Regions from separate parts of the Arachis hypogaea genome. Here region 1 is linked to region 2. A link is a contact called in public Hi-C data. All regions are on one chromosome and are shown on one strand. Each heading gives the region's core, a stretch centred on a gene start, on an enhancer-like site or on the middle of the called end of the contact. The rest is flanking DNA. Distances are from core to core; before and after follow the strand shown.

Region 1 (4,252 bases), core at 715-3,214, 120 kb before region 2:
ATATTGTTGCGGATTGATTTGCTTTATAATGAATAATTTTGGAGACCAAATTGACTGTAATTTGTCCAAGAATCAATTTGTCTCCTTCACACATGGCGCTTAACGTCTGACATGGAAATTTAACGTGATACATAGGATAGCTCCATTAGGATTTGACGGAACAAAGTGGGTCAAAAACCAGTACGAGTTACGGAGTTAAATATTAGGGACTAATGAGCTGATTAATTTTATTTGAAGACTAAAATGTCTGGTCCAAAATTTTTTAGAGACAAAAATGGATAAATACTCAAAATAAAATGACTTTAAAAGAATTTATTGAATGAAACTAAAATGATGGGTCAAAATAAAAATAAATAAAAAATAGCAAAAAAAGAACTTGTCATAGGATTGGTTCTAGACTCCCTAGGTCTTATATATAGGCTTTTGGCCCAGTTATTTTTTTAAAAAAGTGACCTTTATTCTTGAACTCTCTCATCTTAATTCGTATAATCAAGACCCAAATCTCATGGGGTTGGTATTGTTAACCGCTCTACCCAGATGTATTAAGCAAAGACACCTTATGTTTGTTAAGTTTCTTTCAATTGGAAAATTTTTTTCTCTCAACGAAGAGGTTCTTGAGAACTTTAGTTCTAGTAAGTGAGAGAGTTGTCTCCATTACAAATACATTTAAAGTGCAAAACACAATTTTAAATCAAGCAGTCTCTGATCATAACACCCTGTTCATTTAAACCACTTTTCGAAATAACTCAACAATTTTGTGGGGAAACCCAAAAGGAGTAGCCATTTTTGAAGTGGGTAGGAATAAAGTCCTAATAAGCTTTAGCGACAAAAAGAGATGAATGCAAATCCTAGACAATGGTCCTTGGTGCATAAAAGAAAATCTCATCAACTTACAAAGATGGTCACCGAGGGGACGTTTTAGAGGAGATAAACCACGAATTCATGGCTTTTTGAATTCAAGTACATGGAGTGCCAGAGGAATACACGAACCTGGAAGTAGCCTTAGAAATTGTAGATTTAATAGAAATTGTCAAGGAAGTGGATGATCCTCTCATAGACAACACTCTCATGAGGAACGTTTTGAGATTCAAAACCACAACAGACATTTCAAGGCCCCTCCAAACAGGATTCTGGCTCTCAAGAGACCCCTGTCTAGAAATGTGGGTAAGCCTCAAATATGAGAGATTACAAGATTGTTACTGTTTTAATGTAGCATTATAGGGCATGAGAGAAGGGCCTGTAGTTGGTCCACAGCCATGGCATGCTAGAACCCTAACATACCCAAATACTCAGTGAAGCTAGGAACCAACCCAGCCAGACCACTAATCACCATGGAGGTAAGAAGACAAGCAGAGATGCTCGAGCAAAGAGAGAAAGAAGGAGAGGCACATGCACCACAAATCAGAACTAGAGAAAGTGAACAAAGGAATGCTAAAAGTGCTATTAGCTAGCAGACAATAGAGAGAGAAGGTGCTAAAGTGACTTCTAAAGACAAGGACAATGCAGTACATGAGGACGGCAGGAAAAAGGCAGAAAAAAGGAGGAAAAAATCTTTAATCCCCTGATACAAGGAAATGAGCTCAAGAAGCAAGATCTGCTGTAAATCAATCAAATTAGTCTAGCATCCAAAATCAAAAGAGAAATAAATGAAAAGAATAAGGTAGAAAGAAGGGTGTTGGAGTGTCTGAGCAAAGGAAAAGGGATAGTAAGCAATCAAAATGGGCCTCCTGTTACCATTGGGCTCAACACAACAATTCCAATAATCCAAGACCAAGAAATGGTTGCAAACAAAAAAAGGCAGAAACCAATCAAGATGTTGCTATGGTGGGAGATAATTCAAGTGGATTCAGCCCTAACAAAGATATAACAGGAAGGAATTTTAGCCCAAGCCAACTTACAATCTCCAAAAAAGTTGAACATAACAAGCAATCCCTATTACCATCTAACTACCTAAGAGCAATCTCAATCAATCCAGAATATCCAAATGAAAAAATTTTATCTGCGAAGAGCCAGAATATGAGGTATGGGCTACTAGGGACGCAGCTAAAATGAACAAAGAAAAAGAAAAATCGAGACTAGAAGGCTCATTCAACTATGTGGAAGAGGGAGACTATTATGTGGAACTTCTACCAGAGGGGGAAGAATATTTTGCACAAGAGAATAAGGGCAAAGAAAATTCAACAGCATGGGAAAGGGAACTAGCAATAAGAATGAAGAAGGTTTTGAGTCTGAAGAAGAGCAGAGAAAAAGTAGCAAGCTACCTAATCACAAACGAGGAGTGGGAGAATGAACAAGAGCCAAAGCAAGCAAAAAAAGTTTAGAGGAAGTGATATTGATGAGAAGGAATTTCAGGAGCTTTACTAGAAACTAATGTACACAAGACAGAACAAAGGAGAGGAAGATTCAATGGCTGAGGAGGCGGGCCTAACCATACCCCCTACACAACCATGAGTGTCTTAAGTTGGAACTGTCGCAGAGTGATGGGCGCCGCAATAGTAGCTGAGCTTAGAAGTTTATGTAAACAATATAAGCATGCCTTAGAATTTCTAATGAAAACTAAAGCAAGAGATGTAAGAATCATTAAATTAAAAAGAAGGTTGTCACTAGACAATCACTTTTGTGTGGAACTTTGGGTTTCATCGGTGGGCTATACATTTTATGGAAGAATAGTATGAATGTTGTTGTTTATTCTTAGAACAAAATTTCATTAAAACATATAACAGAGGTAATTTTGTTTATGGTAATCCCACTTTCAAGCATAGAAGGAAGTTATGGAGAACTTTATCTGCAAATAGAGAAGACTCAAAAGATCTCAGGTGCTACATTGGAGATTTCAATGAGGTCTTATACCAAGAGAAAAAAAAGGCAAGCATACTAAACCCAAAATATAGATGAAAAAGTTCAGAAAAATTTTCAACGACAATGCACTTATGGACCTGGACATGAAAGGAAATAAATTCACTTGGTTCAGTAATCCTAGAGACAGATTTGTTACTCGAAAAAAATTAGATAGAGCCTTGGTCAACTAGAGTTGGAGGAGCCTATATAATCATGCTACCTTCACTGCCCTCCCTGCTGTTTTTTCCGATCATTGCCCCCTTCTTTTTCAATTAAATATAGAGCATAGGAGCACCAAACTATTTAGATATGAGGCATTTTGACAAGACAACGAGGAATATGAGGAAACTATCAAGAAAGGCTGGGACAAAAGGGGTGCAACAGATGGAAGTTGGCTTGAACTTCTTACAAGAATGAAACATTGCAAGGAAGAGTTGGGAAAATGGAGTAAAAGAACGTTTAGAAGGGCTGATGAAAAGATAGAAAAATTTAAAACCAAGCTTCAAAGGCTACAGAATAGCTCCTACACCTACCAACAGTAATAACAAATCCAAGAGACTGAGGAAGCCAATTTCAGATTATGGAACCAAGAAGAAAAATTTTGTGGAGAAAGAGCAAGAATTAAATAGATAAAATGGGGAGATAAAAACACCACTTTATTCCATGCTACATCCATTTAAAGGAGAGACAGAAACAGAATAGAGAAACTAAAAAATGGTGACGGGCAATGGATTCAAGAGCAAGCGAAAATTATATAACTCATCAAAAATCACTTTTCAAATATTTTCAAATCAAGAGGGATGGTAGAGATGAATGAATACATCAACAAAATTTCTAAGAGATTCAATGAAGACATGAATGAATTTATTAACCGAGAAGTCAATGATGAGAAAATCAGAGATACAGTTTTCAGCATGGGTAGCCTTAAAGCACCAGAACCGAATGGATTAAATGGTTTGTTTTATCAGAAACACTAGGAGGTGGTAAACAAAGAACTTTGTGTGGTAAATAGAAATTTTTTCAGGGATAACCTCTTACTGAAGGAGGTCAATGAGACTCATGTGGTGTTGGTCCCAAAAGTCAAGCAAGTGGAGAGTATCAATCATCTAAGGCCTTTTAGCTGCTACAATTTTATATACAAAATCCTCTCAATGGTGATGGTTATAAGACTGAGAAGGATTATGGACCAAATTATTTCTCCCACCCAAAGTTCTTTTATAGGCATTAGACAAATCCAAGATAATATTGTAATCATCCAAGAAGCCTTTCAAGCTATAACCAAGAGAGGCAAGGATAGTTCAGACAATCTAGCCATCAAACTTGACATGAACAAAGCATATGACAGATTTGAGTGGGACTTTCGAGAGAAAACTCTAAGGGCTTTTGGCTTCAAGAATCGATGGACTAGGCGAAT
Region 2 (4,388 bases), core at 145-2,644:
AATTGGATTTTGTTAACTGTATTAAGATTTGAAGTTTTGAGTTTGTTAATGGAAGAATTTCTTCTTCTGGAAGAAGAAGAACAAGAACAGAATTTGTTCTCCTGGAGAAAGAAGAACAAGAAGAATGAAATGGTGAAAAAAGAAGTATTTTTGTCATTTAAAAAAAAATTAGAAGGACGATTTTAAAATCAAATACAACATTAAAAATGATTTTAAATCAAAATATACACCAGGGGCGAGTTCGATTCTGACCCTCAACATAAAGGACCAAAATAATACTTATCCCTAAAAATAACTGATTGTTGATTAAAAAAATTAATTCCAAATATTTTTCCTTCACCATAAATAACAATGTTAGTTATGATAATTATTTACTATCAATTTAGTATATATAACATAAGATTACAGAAGGAATAAAATCCTTATATGGTAAATTGGTAATAATAAAGTAAAAGATATGACGTGCACTTCATTACAATAAGTTTGGTTTGGTATACATTCAATAATCTTTCCAACTATATATCAGCACTTAGTAATTATCATTATTAACATACATTAACCAAATAAAGATAATTTCAAAATCCAAAATTCCACATTATCATTATTATTACATAACATCTCCAAGCAATACCTTCTTGAACATAGACGAGGAACACCATCTTGATCTAGCATTTCCAAAACACAAACTAGAATCATTCACATAATAAAGATCTTCATTTTGTGTAGTACCACCACTCTTCCTAGGATGTCGTACCATAGGAGAATTCGGCACGGAGTACGATGTTGGCCGCCATGACAAAGAAGAAGACGACGACGACAACGAGTGTGACCAAGAATTAGGAGATTCTGGCGATGGAGGAACAACAACACACCCTTTGTTGTTATTATTATTACGTTTCTTGGGAAATAATAAAGCTTTAAAAAGACTAGTAGACTTTGAAGAGTTTTTATTATTCTTGCCATTGGTAAATAATGGGTTTTTTGGAGTGGCATTTTGGTAATTATAAGAAGGTGGAGGGGTGAGAGGAGGAAAAGAGGTTTCTCTGAATCTAACAACCTTAGGAGTACCTGGTTGAGATTCCCAAACAAATGGAACCGATGCTGATTCACCAACATCATGGTAATAACCTTCATTTGATGATACTTGTCTTGATAAGTGTTCCTCATCATGAACAAGGAACATGTTAAGCTTCTTCTTCTTCTTGTTGTTCTTTTGACTCATAACAAGGATATTGGGAGGACTTTGGAGAATAATGTTTGAAGGGTTTGATTTTGATGACATGATGATGCTGATCCTCAATTGCCTAGCTAGGTTGCTATATATATAATATATGTATATATAGTTATCATGGAAGGTTGAGATTGAAATATGTGTGCGCGTATGTAAGTGTATATAATTATTAATATTAATTATTAATTAATCAATACAAGTAAATTTTAATGTGTAATCTTTATGTGACTTTTTGGTTCAATTTTGGAGAGAGATTATTGCCACCTTCTTTGTTGCTAATGGGATATTTCTATCGAATTAACTTTCTTTAAAATTACTAAATTAAAACACCCTTAATTAATATATGATAATGGAGTGATAATTGGAACGAAATTAAATGTAATTATCTTTAATATTAATGACATTATTTTAGAGCCATAAAAAGTGTGACACTCCCTAATTTTTGTCATCCTCCTTAGCAAAATTGTTATAGTATGTGATTGAATCAATAGAAATATTTGATTCTGGAATATATTTAATAGGTGTTTTAGAAACATGTTAATAAAAATTATTTTTTATTACTAATAAAGAGAGGGTGATTTTGAATATTTCTAAAATATGCATCAAAGGATATGCAAACATTTTTTTATTGGGTAAATAGTCATGCAATTAAGCACATAGAAATAAATAGATTAAGTTAGAAACAATAATAAAATAGACTAACCATATATTTTGACAAAAATAAGTTTACAACAATAAACTTATAAGTCTCTCTATAAATATATAAATTATTTACATAATTTAAATCTAAATCAACGTGGGAACTACTTAATTAAAATTCTAAAATATATATGTACTGTAAACGACTGGAGAGTGTGTGTAACGAGAGGCATCTTCAAAGGGTTTTGGTGAGGAAGTAGTTTAAGACTTTTCATTAAAGGAATCTCTAACATGAGATTGGGAATTGGTAGTGGGTGCACTTGCAATATTTAATTGGTATTCCACATTCTAATAATAGTAGAGTTTGATCAGATCATCGAAAATAATTAAGAAAAAAAAAAGAAGTCAACTATATCTATGTATTTGGTAGATTATTTACTTAGTTCACATACAAAGAAATTAAAACAATGACTGAATCAAGCCTATAGTAATCGTTGATAGCTAATCAACTTGAGTTGGTCAAGTGATAAATTTATTCGTCCTTTTAGTATTAGAAATTTAAATTCTGCTTGATGCATGTAGTAATCTATTAGCCAGCGACAGATCTTTAAATAGAATTTAGATCTATAACAAATTAATCTTTAACCTTTTGAGCTGAAAAATATCACAAACAAAACAAAAAAAATCATTGATAGCTAATGAATTTATTGTTCTCCGCGCGATGTATGTCAGATTTTAATTCATTTTTTATTTCACTTAATTATTGAGATCGAAAGAAGGTGTAAGGAATGAAAGGATGAAGTGCAATGAAAGGCACGAATCGAACAATATAAAAAAAAAAGTCCTCAAATACCATTAGATTTATTAAAAAAATTTACCAATAATTTATTTATTGTCAGATTTGATAGTAAAATAAATTTAATGGTATAAATTTTAATAGTAAAATAACGGTATAAATTTTGTTAATAATTATTTATCAACAGATTTTTTTATATGTCGCTAATTACTAATAAATTTAGTGGTGGATATAAAATATTAGTTAATAAAATTCTAGAGTTTGTTATGGTCAAATTTATCTCTTAGTAAATCCGACGATAATATATTATTTATTAATAATTAAAGTAATAACTAGCGACAATAAATTTACTGATAAATTTAAATTATAGTTAAAAAAATTGTTTAAAAGTTTAACATATAATTTTAAATATTTAAATTCAATCATTTTTAAATTAATAAAATTTAAAATTTTACAATTTTTAATAATAATTTGTTTATAAATTTTAGTTAAAAATTTATAAACAAATTCAAATATCAAAATTTATGACTAAAGAAAAAAATAATAATCACTCGCGTAAGAAAAAAAAAAAACAAAATTTAACAATTAATAATGCTTGTGTTACATTATTGACACATGAGATAGAATTTCACATATAACCAATTCAAATAGTTCTCAAATAAAGAGATAATCTTATATTAGAAAATCTTTTCTAGAGGAATTGAAGCTGTTAATCCTTATGTAATCATGCACATGTTTTGCAGGAATTTATCAAAATCAACAAGACAAATTAAATAAACACGTAGATAGTGACGGCAATAGACACCAATAGCGGCCACTGCAAGAAAACATTTTTATTGTTATGTTTTAAAGCATGGTAAAAAACTAAAAAAAAAGTGTGACAATAATTTTTTGCCACGCTTTTTGAACTACAATTATATTTTTGAAAAGAACACATCTGCAAGTGTGGCGATTTCTCTATCGTCACGTTTTTGGTGATCTATCGCCACGTTTTTTATAAATTGTCACTCTTAAAAGCGTGGCTGTATGTGGAAGATATGATCACGTTTTTATGTGAGATAGAATTACGTTTTCAAAGCGTGGTGATAGCGAGATATGACCACGCTTTTAAAGCGTGGTGATAATGAAAGATACGGCCACGCTTTAAAAGCATGACAATAGCCTTATCAAATTATAAAAAAAAAAAACTTTCTCTAATTTTACCTTCATCGCTGCACAATATAGATTTTCAGTCCTTTTTTATTACCAAACTTATAAATATAATATGCAATTTTTATTACAAGATAAATCAAATAATAATTAGTGACTTATATAATTTTTGCTATAATTGTTTTATATATTAAAAAACTAATACTCAAAATACAAAATAAATCTCGAGTTCAAAACTCTGTTCTAGAGAGGTGCTCTAAATGCAAGCTAATCAAATATCAAGCATTTACCATCAGCCTTCTCTATTCTAGTATGTGAAATCTCGCCGGCAGGGATTTTATCCACGAAGACTCTAGCAACAGTGACATTGACGTGCTGATCTGTAATGACAATGGGCTAAATGGCGACGACGGGAATTCTGAGTAGTGGTGCAACAACTTTTTTTAATGGAGGATAGAGAGAGAGGAGAGTGAGAAGAAGAGGAGAGAGAGAGAGAGTTTACAGAAATAAGGGGAGGAGTTTTACATTTAAATTTTACTTTAAATTTATTGTAAAAAAATCTGACCGTAAAAT

What was found. A called contact is a pair of places that touch in the nucleus more often than the background predicts.
Region 1: a contact with region 2 is called in a Hi-C map of an unstated tissue, with 5 times the contacts expected there. The contact joins the enhancer-like site here to the promoter of LOC112702692 in region 2. A contact is called at or near these places in 5 of 8 Hi-C or Micro-C datasets (leaf and an unstated tissue).

Annotation. Positions count from the first base shown.
Region 1 is chr7:18,249,488-18,253,739 of arahy.Tifrunner.gnm2.J5K5, reverse strand. No RefSeq gene overlaps it. Among protein-coding and RNA genes, the nearest start is that of LOC140174306, 29 kb to the right of the region's middle. Within about 2 kb of position 1,964, at least 3 of the 3 cell types and tissues checked have open chromatin away from gene starts, as enhancers often do.
Region 2 is chr7:18,132,692-18,137,079 of arahy.Tifrunner.gnm2.J5K5, reverse strand. It overlaps LOC112702692, which reads right to left and starts at 1,394. Exons shown (of 1, transcript XM_025753836.3): 1 at 445-1,394. The coding sequence starts at 1,282. The coding sequence ends at 608.